Regions from separate parts of the Mus musculus genome. Here region 1 is linked to region 2. Evidence: chromatin contacts called from public promoter capture Hi-C data. All regions are on one chromosome and are shown on one strand. Each heading gives the region's core, a stretch centred on a gene start, on an enhancer-like site or on the middle of the called end of the contact. The rest is flanking DNA. Distances are from core to core; before and after follow the strand shown. Region 1 holds the start of Crlf3 (cytokine receptor-like factor 3). Region 2 holds the start of Evi2b (ecotropic viral integration site 2b).

Evidence for each region. Capture Hi-C pulls out chosen DNA fragments and counts their contacts.
Region 1: a contact with region 2 is called in a promoter capture Hi-C map of liver, with 3 times the contacts expected there. The contact joins the promoter of Crlf3 here to the promoter of Evi2b in region 2. A contact is called at or near these places in 2 of 39 promoter capture datasets (liver and pre-B cells), 10 of 484 Hi-C or Micro-C datasets (B cells, CD4 T cells, CD8 T cells and 4 more), 4 of 115 datasets of contacts at active chromatin or transcription factors (bone marrow-derived dendritic cells, embryonic forebrain, memory CD8 T cells and 1 more) and 2 of 9 other capture datasets (adipose tissue and liver).

The regions. Positions count from the first base shown.
Region 1 is chr11:80,079,092-80,082,922 of GRCm38.p6, forward strand. Crlf3 (cytokine receptor-like factor 3) reads right to left here and starts at 1,900. Exons shown (of 8, transcript NM_018776.2): 1 at 1,693-1,900. The coding sequence starts at 1,821.
Region 2 is chr11:79,522,133-79,525,441 of GRCm38.p6, forward strand. It overlaps Evi2b (ecotropic viral integration site 2b), which reads right to left and starts at 1,630. Exons shown (of 2, transcript NM_001077496.1): 1 at 1,480-1,630. All of the region lies in intron 36 of Nf1 (neurofibromin 1), which reads left to right. It overlaps Evi2 (ecotropic viral integration site 2), which reads right to left. Exons shown (of 4, transcript NM_146023.4): 3 at 1,480-1,603.

The sequences.
Region 1 (3,831 bases), core at 650-3,149, 560 kb after region 2:
CTTGGCTACTTAGCAAGATCTTGTTTGTTTGTTTGTTTTAAAAAAAAAGGAGATGGCTCAGTGGTTAAGGGCACTGATTGCTCTTCCAGAGGTTTTGAGTTCAATTCCCAACAACCACATGGTGGCTCACAACCATCTGTAATGGGATCTGATGCCCTCTTTTGGTGTGTCTGAAGATATCAACAGTGTGCTCATATATAAAAAAATAAATAAATTTAAAAGAAAAAAAAAAACCTGAGTGGTGGAGGCTAGCAAATATTTGAGTTCAAGGCCAGCCTCGTCTACAAAGCAAGTTCCAGGACGGTCAGAGCTACACAGAGAAACCCTGTTTCAAAAAAAATAAATGAATAATTAAAAAATTAAAATTTAAAAATGTTCGAGGGGGTGGTGTGGGAGGTGACTAAGATAAAATACACTGTATGCATACATGAAATTCACAGACTAAGCAGTACTATATAAAAGAGGGTATTTTAAACCTTTTTTTTTTAAATCCTAGATTTTCAACATTTATTTCAAAATAGCAGAAGGAATAATGCAGATTCTTTCCAAAGGAAATCCAGATGTCTGCATTGGAAGACCTTGAAAGTATTCACCAAATCAGGTTTAAATCATAAGTCGTATCTGGATTCTGATCCTAGTTCTAGCTCAACTGTTGATGCCTGGCCTACACCAGCTCTAGAGAGGTTTAAATTATTAGCAATGACAATATTCGAAGATTATCGCAGCACTACTTCACCATTTTCTGCTTCGGCACAGCAGCACTGGAGTTACCAGTGTGACGGTACCCTACAAAACTAGGCCTAGAGAAATTCTAATGAATTTCCATTTCCTCAAAAAGCATTAACTAAAGCACTTAATAGTAATGTGAGGATTATCTATCTTATCTAGCATTAGCAGGGGCTTATATCTTTTTCTGTATACCTTTGAGAGTGGAGAGGAGCCATGTGGCTTTCCGCTATCTCTGTTCGACCTTTCCTTGTGGAGAGATAACTGCAGTACTTGAAAGTGTATTTAGCCTCTTCTATTACCAGTCCTCTCTTAAAATCTGTTTTTCCATTTCCCTTCACCTTTGTATACCCTCCCTGAAACATCTTGTTTTGCTCCTTCTGCCCTTCAACATCCTTCACCTTCAGTTCTAGCCTGTCTAGAGATTACTCTAAAAGGTTGTTCAAGGCGTTCGGGATCTTGTGAGATGTTCAAATAACAACCCCCCCCCCCCCCCGTCCCCATTCATTCGGCATTAAGGTCACTGCTGCTCAACCTCTCCATTTCTCCTTACTTCTTCCCTCTCCCTCTACTTCGTCTCCACCTTTACTGTCCCCAGGTCAGTGCCCTCAGGCTTTCTAAACCGAGTTATCTGTCGCAGGTTTCCCCTGACTATGCCCTCTTCCTCCCAACTCTCTTTTCCGATCTTCACTCTGCGATCCCTCGGGTTTTGCTCCCGTGGTTCATCCTCGGACACCACCCCTACGCTCACCAAGTGCCCCGCGAGGCGGCTCAGGAGCGCTCCCCAAACTCTTTCTCAGTCCGCCAAACTTATCTTTCCCTTGAAGAACTCTGCAGGACCCACCTCCCCATGTCACGTCTCCCACAGGTCTGCGACCCACTTCCTCTGCTGAGCCTCGGGGCGCCCCCGCCGCGCGCGCCCACCCTCCGGCCCGCGCCCTCTAAGGCCCGCAGCGGCCCTCCGACCTGCCTCTGCGCCTCCCGCAGCCCCTGCAGCCGCTGGCCCAGCTCCCGCCGGTAGCTCTGCGCCGCCTCCACGTTCTCGCGGGCTTCCTGAAGCAGCACCTCGGGCTCCGGCTCCATCGCGCCCTTCATCTGGTCGCGCGGCCCGCCGGATTCCCGACTGCGCCTAGCTCCCGCGAGCGACCCCGAGCGGCCTCGCGCAGCGGAAGCGCCGCCCCGCCCTGCCCTGTCCTTCACGCCCCGCCCCCGCTGCCGCTTGATTGACAGACGCCGGGGGGTGGGGGTGGGGGGGACACAGGCACTAATGGCGCCTTGGTCTGAGTGAGTGAAACCTGCTGCGCCGTCTGCTCAGCTCCTCCTCCGGCCTCTTTGCTGCGCCCGCCTGGACACTTCCTCAGGAAACAAGTGGAGGCTAGAGTAGAAACACGTGAACACGTCTCTAAGTGCTTCCCACTTCTTATCTTACTGCACTACTTATCTGCCCTGCACAGTGGAGGAAGTGGAGGGACACAGAGGGGGGATCTACTCTCCTAAACTCAGTGCATGATCTCCAGGGCCGAGGCTACAGCTCTGGGCCTTAAATCGTCGCTGTACTACCTTCCTAGTAAATGCCAGCTGAGGCGGGAATTTTGGGAGGATACTTGACCCAGGCGCCACTACCTAGATACTCTTAGGAGGGAGGTGAAAGAGAGAGAGAGGCCCAAGTGATGACCAGCTGTACAGCAATCTTGGCAGAAGGCCAAGGCGAATGATGGCACGTTTTCTTCGGTAAGGGCCTCCCGATAAATATCTGCTGGCATGTGATAAAGTGTATGTTTCGCTGTATTAAGTAAATGGGTGTGACCATGTATAGTAAAAACAAGAGGAGCCGCTTGCTCCTGTGTTTCAGCCCTAAGAGAGGCCGGGGAAGGAGGGTTGCTTGGAATGGGGAGCAAAAAAGGCAGATTGGACAACAAGGATGTAAAAATAAACCTTTCAATACAGAATTTTAGATATGGCATAATAACTTTCACGTGTCACAACATGGTCTTTGTAATTTTCCCCCCAAACTATTAAAACGGTAAAAAGTGATCTGCTGAAAAGCCACACTAAAACTGGTTGGATTTGAGTCCTTAAATGAGCCATAAGCCCAAGGTGTGTAAATTGTCCTCAGCAGGATCAGACACGGTACAGGATTGTCTCAGGATTATGCAATGGATCTGTATTAGAGGCCAGATCGAAGATGTTCCAGGTCAGACTGTTCTTCCCACATGGGCGAAACATAGGGGCATACCCTCTACTCCCAGCTCTTGGGAAGATCTGGAACTCAGAACAGTTATCTGGTTGTTACGTAGTGAGTCTGGGAGAAACGTGAGTGATATAAAACACTGTCTGGAAAAAAAAAAAAGACACTTTCAAAAGTAGGGAGGGGGAGTTCCAGGCCAGCCTGGTCTATAAATAAATAAATAAATAAATAAAGTGGGGAGGGGAAGGAAGAGAGGAGAAGAAGAAATAAAAGAATACTTGAAAATAAGGAAAACAGCTGGGCAGTGGTGACAAACCCCTTTAGTCCCAGCCAGTGACAGGTAAATCTTTTGAGTTTGAGGCCTAAAGACTGAGTTCCACAATGGCCAGGGCTACACAGAGAAACCGTAATCTTCAAACAAACAAACAAACAAAAAATGAATAAATAAAATAAGAAAGTAAAGAAAATAGAAGGAAGCCCTTTTGAAAGAAAAATGGAGAGAGTGGCCAGAAGAGCTGTTTTTATCCTAAAGATAACATAGCCTAATACTTAGTAAATAGTTGGTATCTGCTAAATGAATTAAGGCATTAACCATGCGAGTAGAAAACAGTAGGACAAAGTAGGAAAGACAAACTTAAGGATAGGAGTAGGAGGAGAGTCTAATAAATATATGGACAAGAGTTGCTGAAAAGATAGAACAGAATACTATATTTGCAGGTAAAGTTTGGAAGGAACTACAGAGATGCCTCAGTGGTTAAGAGCTTTGATTGTTCCTCCTGGGGAGCCAGGTTAGATTCCCAGCACTGACATGGTAACTCAGGACTGTCTCTGATTCCAGTCATGGGGAATCTGACCGTCTTTTCTGGCTTTTGAGAGTACCAGGCATACACATAGTGCACATACATACATGCAGGCAA
Region 2 (3,309 bases), core at 380-2,879:
TAGTGGTGGCACAGTATGAAACCATGCTGCCCTGAGCCTTGGACTTCTGCTACATGCTGGAGCCTTTGTAGAATTATGAACAAGAAAGGCAGAGGAGAGGCAGAGAGGCAGAGGCCTAGGCAGAGCCAGGCAGATCTCTCTGTGAGTTCAAGGCCAGCCTGATTACAGAGTTCCAGGACTTTAATTAATTAATTAAACCAGGATGCTATAAAGAAAAGTTATGTTGATAAAGTGTTAAAATAGGACCTAACCCACTTCCAAATTATTTTTCTTTGGGATTGCAGGTCTTTGGAAGCTCAGTGCATTTTTATTTATTTTATGTAATTGTTCCATTTAGTCACAAGGCAAGTATCTTTTGTATATACCAACAAGTTTTTACAAAACGTTCTTTCTGTGAATGTTTCTTTCTGTTCATATTCTTCACTAACAGGTCAGCTCAGAGTATGTGGCATAAGCACACATGTGAATATGCACATACCCACTTTATCATAATATTTTTTCCTTATGGAACTTTTACCTTATTTTTTTTTTTTTTTTTTGGTTTTTTCGAGACAGGGTTTTTCTGTATAGCTCTGACTGTCCTGGAACTCACTTTGTAGACCAGGCTGGCCTCGAACTCAGAAATCCACCTGCCTCTGCCTCCTGAGTGCTGGGATTAAAGGCATGCGCCACCATGTCCGGCCTTATGGAACTTTTAAAATGACATAATATATGTCATAATTATTACTTAAATATAAAATTTATTTTATACAAAAATGACATCTAATTTAATTTCTCTTTAAGTTAAAACGAAGGTGACCATTGATGGTTTATAAACTAAAGTGTTAGACAAAAATAATTTATGCCAGTAATGGTAGTGAATGCTTTTAATCCTAGTAACTTGTGTGTTGGAGACAGAAAGATCTGAGTTAGAAGCCGGCCTGGGCTGCATGTAAAAGCACTGACTTTTTTTTTTTTTTTCTTTCTAAATAGTGGGGAAAATACTGATGAGATAATCTAAATCTATAGGAATAGACAGTCTGTGTAGAAAGTAACTTAGACTCTGTCCCCTCTCTGTTTACAATGCCAGGCCAAACCCCAGGCCTTATACATGTGGGGCAGGCTCTGCCCCAGCTTGAGAATTTTTTAAACAATATTTTAGAGATTGTAAATTTAGTCAAAGCCTGTAGAATTTAATTTTATTTTTAACTCTTGCCTTACTTAAAATTATTAAAGTGATTTAACAAATATTTTGACTGAGTAAACTTCAAAGGGCTGATAATATTAAAATCTTGATAAAAATCTTTCAGACAGTATCAACCCTGAGTATAAATTTATAAAATTCTGCACAGCAGGACCACAGAAACTTTCTGTAGACATCTTTAAACTGTTGAGAGCTGAATTCAACTAAGTATGAAACACTAATACTGTTTTAGTTTTTAAAATAAATAAGCAAAACTGAAATCAGAAATCAGAGGGCCTGTGTCCAGGTGTGCTTACCTGTGAACTTCTTTCGCAGAATGTAAATTCTTGTTCTAACAGGACATGTTGGTGATTTGGCTGAGAGAGCAAAGGGGTGTTTCAGTGCGGATTAACGGTGGTCTCCAGCGCACTGAGACGGCTTCTGTGCAGCAGAGGAAGTTTATCAGTAGCCGTTACAGGAAGTGCAATATGCCACAGAATGACTAAGAGTTTGCTCCTTCACCAGAGCGTATTTTGAAACACAATCTATATAACTTTAAGTGCTTGTAGCTGATGTTTGTAACTGATCCCTGACTCTCCAGGCATGGGGATCCATAATCTAAAAATTTAGGACGGAGTCTTGCCTGAGAAATTATCTATTCTGAGGTAAATTCTGAGGGATATTTCTTATTAGAAGAAATGAATGTTGTGTAGGTCTCAGGCAAGTCAGTGCCTTCTCACTCACCATTTCCTCCTCTAAAAACCTACTGTTTTGGAACATTGTGAGCACTGGGTAAGATGACACCTCCCATGGCAGGTGAGCCGTGCATGTGAGTGTTACTCCTTCATCGGTAGCTTAAATTGACTCCATGAGGATAACTGAATTATTCTGTGTCTGCCACCCAACTTCATCTTTGATTGCAGAAAATGGGAGCAACTGTCTGAAGTCATTTCCAATCAGGTCTGTTTTACCCTTGAAGAAGACAAGCAGAGCCTGGCATAATGATGCATGCCTGTAATCTCAGCATTTTAGAGGCAGAGCAGGAGGCTCTCTGGTGTGTTGGAGATCATCACACACAGTGACTTTGAGGCCAGCCTGAATTACAGAACAAACAAAACCCCTCACTCCACCCCCAGACCTTATAACCACAAAAGGACTAGGGCAGAGCAGCCAGAAGAGATGTGAGAGAAAGAAAGACATTCATGATGCTCTGGAGAGTAAAAGTGAAAGGGGAAAGTCTGCTTGCCCTCTGTGCTTTAATTTTCATTTTATCGACACTTTGCTTTATCTGGTTATGATTTACTAAACATTTAGGGAGAGGAACTTTTTTTTAAAACTAGTAGTAAATTCATGAGAAAATTTGTATCAGCAGTTAAGAGCACTGACTGTTCTTCCAAACAACCAAGTTCAGCTCCCAGCACCCACATGGAAGCTCACAACCATCTGTAACTCCAGTCCTAGAGAGGATCTGGTGCTCTCTTCTTGCCTCTGTGGGCACCAGACACATATGTAGTGCATAGACACATATGCAAGCAAAATACCCATACACATTAAAAAAGATAGAAAGAAAATAATTTGATTTCATGTGCCTCTCAACACACAGTTCATTTAAAGATGTAACCCAGAATTTGAAGTAACAGAGTTGACAGAGGTAAATGTGATGGTCAAGGGTAACACCATCGGGCTGCAGAGATGGCTCAGCAGTTAAGAGCACTGACTGCTCATCAGAAGGTCCTGGGTTCAAGTCCCAGCAACCACATGGAGACTCACAACCATCCATAATGAAATCTGACATCCTCTTCTGGTGCATCTGGAAACAGCTACAGTGTACTTATATATAATAAATAAATCTTTTATACGGGGGAAAAAGGTAACATCATCTAGGAAGTTAGGAAGAAACACCCAGTACTTGACTTGAAAGTCAGCTCAATATAACTGGAATCAGGTGGAGGGCGTGAGATTAGGCATTGATATTTTTATTTGGTTCTGATGTGTAGCCAGGATGAATCACTAATTAAGAGGAAAATGTTAAGGGCTTAGAGGGATGGCTTAATAGTTAAGGGCATTTGCTGCTCTTGTAGAGTACCCAAGTCTAACACCCACCTGGCAAGTCACAGCTGTCTGTAACTCTAGTTCCAGGGGATCTG